2 separate regions of the Zea mays genome follow, and region 2 is linked to region 1. A link is a contact called in public Hi-C data. All regions are on one chromosome and are shown on one strand. The core of a region is the stretch at or near the end of the contact, and the rest is flanking DNA. Distances in the headings are between cores, read along the strand shown. Region 1 holds the start of LOC100285412 (dynamin-related protein 1A). Region 2 holds the start of LOC103630717 (MACPF domain-containing protein NSL1).

Region 1 (3,525 bases), core at 329-2,828:
TATGTGTTATTAGCCCCTGTGGTACTCTATTTGTTTCCAGGTCTGCAGAGTTTAGTTTCTATAGATATTTGAGTTAAGAGGAGACTAAGCCATGAAGTAAAAGAGATGCCTAGTTTTTTTCCCCTTCAATATGGTAGCCAGCATTGTATCATGTAGAATTTTAATCCAGGACAGAAGTGGTTCCATGTATATGGGGGAAACCAAACCACACAAGAAGCTATCAGTTATGCCTGTTCTACTGTTGGTGTGGCTTCTCTATCTCATTAGGTACTGTCTTCTGGACATAACTTATGATGTGATTACACTGGATTCCTTTACACTGAAGTCAAATCGGGGGCAGGCTATTCAACAATGTTTCAGAGACATGTTCACTGGAATTCCGACAGCAGCCCATTTTTGGCACATAAAACAAAATACACAGACAAAAAAACAGAGAGAAAATCTCATACAGGCATAATAACTCACGGTGATCATCTATTATTGGCATTGATTGTCGCAGAACATATTCACATTGACCTGTTATTGGTCGCAAAACTGGTATCAGGTATGGTACAGCAATTTGTTTTCAATCGGAGTAACACAGTCCGAATCACAAAGTGAAAAAAGGTGCCAAAGGCTTATTGGACGGTTGGACCAGATGTGTCTCCAGTTCTGAAATAATCTGTGTTTTGAAAAAAGCCATGTATCCTGTGATCCATGTCCATTTAGAAGGGTCTAGCAAGGAACATGCCGGAAAGAATGGTTGTCTTGTTCAATAGGGTGTACCTAGTGTTCCATGTCTTTCCAAAATGAAAATTTTTCCAGCAATTAAGGGGGCTCAACTTGGTGCTTAAATCAGTTGTCAGTGCTAATTTTTTATAGCTCAGTGGATTATGAAAAAGCTGATTTGAAGATGAAATCCCAGCTCCATAAGTTTTGTTAAGGTAACACTAAACCTAACTTACTTTTATTTTGTCCTTACAGGTCTACATGCTTCTAAGTTTCTTTTGTTTTTCAACCAGACTTACTTCAACCGCTTATTTCTTTAAAATAGACATAATTGCTATTTTTTCTAAATGTTCTATACACAAGCTTTCTAAATGTTTGCTACACAAGATTACTCTACAGGATTACTGAATGTTTTCTACGCGCGCGGGACGCGCGCTTAAGTTACTAGTATTTCTATTAAAAAGGAGCGAGCAGAAGAGCGTGTCATATGTTGCAAAATAAAACAAAGATCAGTGATGCATAAAAACAATTTCCATATATGTCCTATGAAAACAATTTCCATATATGTCCTATGAATATAGGATAGGCTTATATCTAAGCTTTAGAAAATGGTAAAATATTAAATTCCAAATCAAACTAAGTAAAATTTAATTTCTTCAGATGAAGGAGACGACTCCTTTAGTGCATTCAAACATAGAGCTAGATCAGCTGAAACTCAAGTCTGGAAATCAAATCTACTGAAACTCTACCTGAAGAGAGCATCCCAACATGGCAACATAGAGCTAGATCAGCTGGCAGCCCACCACGCTGCTGGTACGACACAGACCACGTTCAATTCAAAACCCAAATCAACTCCGACGCTCCCAGACACCAGACCACCGTCGCTCGCTCGCCTGCACAACCTCTCCATCCAGGCCACAGCTCGAGACCAACGACCGACGCCTAGACGCGGCTGGGCGGTCGGCCTCACCTCGTTCCCCCGCCTCCCTTCTTCCTGCTCCGCGTCTCGATCTCGACTCCCCCGCCGCGTCGCGCGACCCGGCCAGATCTCGCCCACCCTGCGCCGCGGCCATGGATAACTTGATCACCCTCGTCAACAAGCTGCAGAGGGCTTGCACGGCTCTCGGAGACCACGGAGAGGAGAGCGCCCTCCCGACGCTCTGGGACTCGCTGCCGGCTATCGCCGTCGTTGGAGGACAGGTGCCCTTCTTCCCTTCCCGGGCACGTTTTTTCGCGTTGGTTCTGATTGGATCTGGTGCTGTCGCCCCAGCTTCGTGGGTGTGGATCTCGCGGGTTGCTGGTGGAACCGCGAGGGTTAGTTGTTGATGCGGCTTGGCGGTGCTTGGATCTGCAATACTCGGACTCGTAGTGCAGGAAGTTGGATTTGGGTCGCTTACATGTTTGCATCTGGAGCGGTTTTGATGCGCCCAGGCCCAGCCACCCGCTTGATTGATTAATTGCTGAGTTCCGCACTCCCGTCTGGTTGGGAAGCTAGTCCACTAGTGACTTAGTGTGATCAAGTACGGATGCGAGTATGTTCATTGGATGTTTGCGTGATGAAAATCGTAGTTCGATGCTATTTTTCAAAATGGATTCGTGCTCTCGTGAACATCTATAAGCTCGTTTCGATTTCTACATGCATTCAAATAATGTCGCAGTTTGACGTTTGAATTTTGCTGACAGAGCTCTGGTAAATCATCTGTGTTGGAGAGCGTGGTTGGGAAGGATTTCCTACCGAGGGGTTCAGGTACTTTTGTAGCAAGGAGTATTTGCGGTGAATCCCAGTGCTACTTCTTGTTTAGGTGTTCTGATTGTGGCTGGAATGGTATCTGCAGGCATTGTAACCCGGCGGCCGCTGGTGCTGCAGCTCCACAGAATTGATGGTGACAGGGAATATGCAGAGTTCATGCATCTTCCGAGAAAGAGATTTACAGATTTTGGTAATTCATCTGCTCCTTTCTACTTTTGGAGCTGCATGATTCATGACTGATGAGATAGTATTATATAAAACTATATTGTCACTTATGGTTGAGGACTGTTCTATAGTTGAATTTCGTGTTGCTAATGGAAACATCCTTTCTATATTATTATTTTAATTATGCTATCATACTAGCTTCTGGTTTGCTGTTTTTTCCTTAAACATGAACTAACACACACACTTGCTTTATGGGAAATGGTCTTCAATGCTAAACCAGAATTGTCTGAATTTTAAATTGTATAAACTCAGTTTATCAAATGATACTTGGTACATAATGGTAGTTGTATTCTTGCAGCTGCTGTGAGAAAGGAGATAGCTGATGAAACTGACCGAGAAACAGGCCGTTCAAAGCAAATATCAACTGTCCCTATCCATTTAAGCATATTTTCTCCCCATGGTAAGATGCAAACTCTTGAAGGGTACATTGTTACCGTCGCATTATCACATCTCAACTGTCCTCTTCCTAGTGAGTGTTGTTTGTTGCAAAGGATTTAAGGGTTCCTTTAGCTTGTCGACTCTGCTGTAGGTTGGGCAGCCGTACCACATTTGAACCGTGTTGTGTGGTTTATCTGATATAGTTCCGTGTCCCTTTTTTTGTGTGTGTGTTTGACAATTTTACATTCTCGCAGTTGTGAATCTTACTCTTATTGATCTTCCTGGGCTTACTAAAGTAGCAGTTGGTAAGTGATTGTCAATTATTTTTTTCTTGTTCTTTATTTTGATGTTATTGTGATCTTGCCCTAATCTTCTAGATTGCTATTGTCTTTACTCTTGGCAGATGGCCAACCGGAGAGTATTGTACATGACATTGAAAACATGGTTCGCTCATATATTGAAAA
Region 2 (3,588 bases), core at 949-3,448, 360 kb before region 1:
AGAAATTGCATGTGCATCATGCCATGCATGGCTATTGGGAGGGATCAAGTAATGAGTCTACTCCATGCATGGTGAAAAGAAATGAAAAGGGAGACAGAATGAGCACGTGCATGAAATAACGGAGGTGGATGAGAGAGAGAGGAAACAAGTGACATGATTGTGTTCAATTTATTTTTTTTCATCTTTCTTAATCAATTGTTCTTTGTTCTTTGGATTTTAACTAAATGTCTCTGTCGGTTAATTATCGTCTTGTTGAAATTGATAACTAGACGTTATACAAAGCCACATGGAAGTCATTTGCCATCACTTCTTCGACGCCCCCACTAGAGAGGATGGCAGTAGCATAGATCTAGAGAAACTCGGTGGATTGATCATCCCATCATATTTCTCCAGAATTTGGGGCAAACTTTTTGTGGCTAGTCCGCATGGCAAAGTACCGAAGTGAGATCCATGCACCTGGGCCTGATTGGATGGGCTCGTTGGCAAATGCATGCGTTGTAGGGGGGCATCGAAACATGAAACTATGGCTGGTGGCCTTTTTCCTCATTGTGAGGGCCCTGAGGTATATGTCGTACCATTCATGGTGTCGTTTAGGTAGCTGGCATGGTGCTCAGGGCTGACACCGAGGTGGAGCCCTACATCGTGGCTCTATAGGATAAGGTACAACCTCAACATGTTGGACCTGAAGAAACCATAGCTTGGGCTCGAGAGCATGCAGATGAAGGGTCCCAATCAGTTGTACCTCTAAGTGAGGTTGTGCGGGAAGAGATGGACTTGACCCTAGCGAATATTTAGGAGAATTTTTTCTTCTGAATCTTACAGATTTCTAAGTCGTCCCATACCAATTCCTTTAGCACATTTCTCAAATGAGAAAATTGATAGGGACTTAGTGAACAAATTGTCGAGATTAGAACTTGATTTGGTTTGCAAGATATTTATTTATTCTCATATTGTAATTCATGAGGATAAAACAATTTAAGAGAAATATGTTTATTAATATTGTGTTTTATATAACTCGTTTGCATCTTTGTGACTCGAGCCACATTATCTTCATATACAATATTGGTGAGTCCATAACACCAATACCACAAAACCGTTGCACGTGGCTAATCATCGCTAAGTCAAACACATTCACAAAATGGTTATTCCACATTGTAAGCTCGTTTATGATTTGCCATTACGGGGGATCGGATAAATATTTGGCGTTTATGTATCCAACCACATCAGAATTTGTGCCTATATAGTCCAAGATCTCTTTATACCATTCACATTCACACTCACATATATGAGGATATATGTTTGATTCCTATCCAATGACATTTGGTGGGCGAAGTATTTTGTCGAGCTAGAAAGCTCACTGCAAATGCAACATCATGGTCTGATGTGATTTACAAGGTACATGGACGACACTAGTATATGGGCATCATGTGGTCTGAATTGGTCTGTTTTCATTTCTAAAGATCAAATAACTATAGGTTTTTTTTGGAGGGATATGATTTGTTCATATTGAATTTTGCTAATACTTTCTCGGTATAGCTATAGGCACACTAAAGTTCTAGTCGGAAGGTGCGCAAGTTGTAAGCAAAATTTAGTGAGATCCAAATTTCGACTCGAACTTCGCCTCTTTAGGTAATGATATTTAAATCGTCAACATACATGGGTTGGATAGGACGCAAAATTATGTTTGTGACTTTTAAATAAATCGTCAACATACATAGTGATCTGACTGAAGATTTTGTTGGTTCGTCGTTGGACGGCGCCACGCCAGAGACCAGTGTCGTAGGCTCGTAGCGGAGTGTGCCGCGTACTGCTGACCCTCCACGAACCTTCGTCGTACGCGTGAGAAAGGTCTCTGGTCAGATCTAAGTGAACTGAGACGAGAAATTCATCAGTGTCGACACGGACACACGGCCGGTTGCAGACCATGGAAGTTTCCAAGGCCAGGCAACACAGAAAGACCAAAATTTTAGTTCACTGCCATGGAAGATGGCTGGGGAAAGTGACACACCAGCAGGCAGCAGCCTCGTCCGGTCGTCCCTATGCGCGACGGTTTTGGAAACCTGACTCCTAAAAAATCATTAGGCTTTCTTTCTTTGTTTGTTTCTTCTCCAAATAGAAGACCAGAACATTGTCTCAACAAATATACCACACGAGACAAGCAACCACTAGCTGCAGCTTGCACATATAGAACAAGCAAAAATGAGACGACGAAGCAGCAAGACTCCCGCCGCAGGACTGCTTCCTTCGTATGATCGTATCCTACGTCCTGACCCCAGCCCGCCCGCGGTCTCCTACAAATCCCCGTGCCCGACTGCCCGTAGCCCCCCCAAGCTCCGGCCTCCGGCTGCCCCGCCCCCGCGACAGCGACTCCGCCCCCAGACCTCGTCAACCCGCCGCCCGCACGTCACTCCACTAACGTGTCCCCCCGGCCCACCATACCCGATGGTTCCCCGCCACCCCACGACCTTGACCTCGCCCGGGCCGCGCCGTCGCTGTCCCCGCGCCTGCAGCCCCCGCACGCAGCCCCACCCCCGACGCCACACACTCGCACACACTACCGGACCAGGGCGACCAGAACGCTGCGACGGGCTGCGCTGCGCAGTCCACGCCACGCCACGCCGCACGGCAGGCCGACGGAATAGTACCGTGCCGTTGGCGGCACGTACAGCAGTTCAGGCCGGCCTTCCCCTCGCGGCTCTGTCCGTTATAATCCGCACGACCGCACGCACGGTGCAGAAGTAAGGGCTGGGACCACCGGACGACGATGCGGGGCTCCTCGGGCGCGCGCATGACCGCGCAGGACGCGGCGGAGGCGGCGGTGGGCGCGGTCGGGTGCGGCTACGACCTGACGGGGGACCTCCGCCTGGGCCGCGCCAAGCCTGGTGGCCGGCTGGTGGACCTCGACGGCGCCGGGAAGGGCCCGGGGACGTCCCAGTCCGCGTCCCCGTCGCCGCGGGAGCTGGCGTTCCCCGGCGGGGCCGCCGTGGCGGGCGTGCCGGCCGGGGTCGTCGCCGGCAAGGGCGAGCGCGCGCGGTTCCGCTCCGACGTGCTCCCCTTCGCGCAGATGGCGGAGGAGGTGAACCGGTCGCTGTCGCTGCCCGCCAGCAAGATCCCCTCGGGCGCCTTCAACGCCATGTTCGACTACCGCGGGTGCTGGCACCGCGACGCCGCCGCCACGCGCAGCCTCTGCTTCGACGCCCGCCTCGTCGAGCTCTACAGCGTCGAGGCCGTGCGCGCCAGCCTCGCCCTCAGGGACCACGTCAGGCGGGACCTCCCGCCCGTCTGGGACCCCGCCGCGCTCGCCGAGTACGTACTGTCGAGTCCACCGTCCCAGCAGCAGCGGTGACTGGTGATGGGTCTCGAAAGCTCATGATGGTGCTGCTGCTGCTAGCTCCCTCCCTGCAGGTTCATCGACAAGTACGGGACTCACGTCATCGTCGGGGTGAAGATGGGAGGCAAGGACGTGGTGTGCGTGAAGCAGCTCAAGGGCTCCAGCCTCACGCAGAGCGACGTGCAGGCCCGGCTCAAGGAGCTCGCCGACGACAGGTTCTCGGAGGATTCCACAGCAAGTTCCAATTCTTCCACCGC

Evidence for each region. A called contact is a pair of places that touch in the nucleus more often than the background predicts.
Region 2: a contact with region 1 is called in a Hi-C map of leaf, with 9 times the contacts expected there. The contact joins the promoter of LOC103630717 here to the promoter of LOC100285412 in region 1. A contact is called at or near these places in 2 of 25 Hi-C or Micro-C datasets (ear and leaf).

The regions. Positions count from the first base shown.
Region 1 is chr6:174,954,256-174,957,780 of Zm-B73-REFERENCE-NAM-5.0, reverse strand. It overlaps LOC100285412 (dynamin-related protein 1A), which reads left to right and starts at 1,578. Exons shown (of 16, transcript NM_001158305.1): 1 at 1,578-1,908; 2 at 2,392-2,455; 3 at 2,544-2,648; 4 at 2,982-3,083; 5 at 3,316-3,366; 6 at 3,465-3,525. The coding sequence starts at 1,780. LOC103630712 (tetraspanin-6) reads left to right here. Exons shown (of 2, transcript XM_008651761.3): 2 at 1-189.
Region 2 is chr6:175,317,649-175,321,236 of Zm-B73-REFERENCE-NAM-5.0, reverse strand. It overlaps LOC103630717 (MACPF domain-containing protein NSL1), which reads left to right and starts at 2,198. Exons shown (of 5, transcript XM_008651765.4): 1 at 2,198-3,306; 2 at 3,406-3,588. The coding sequence starts at 2,765.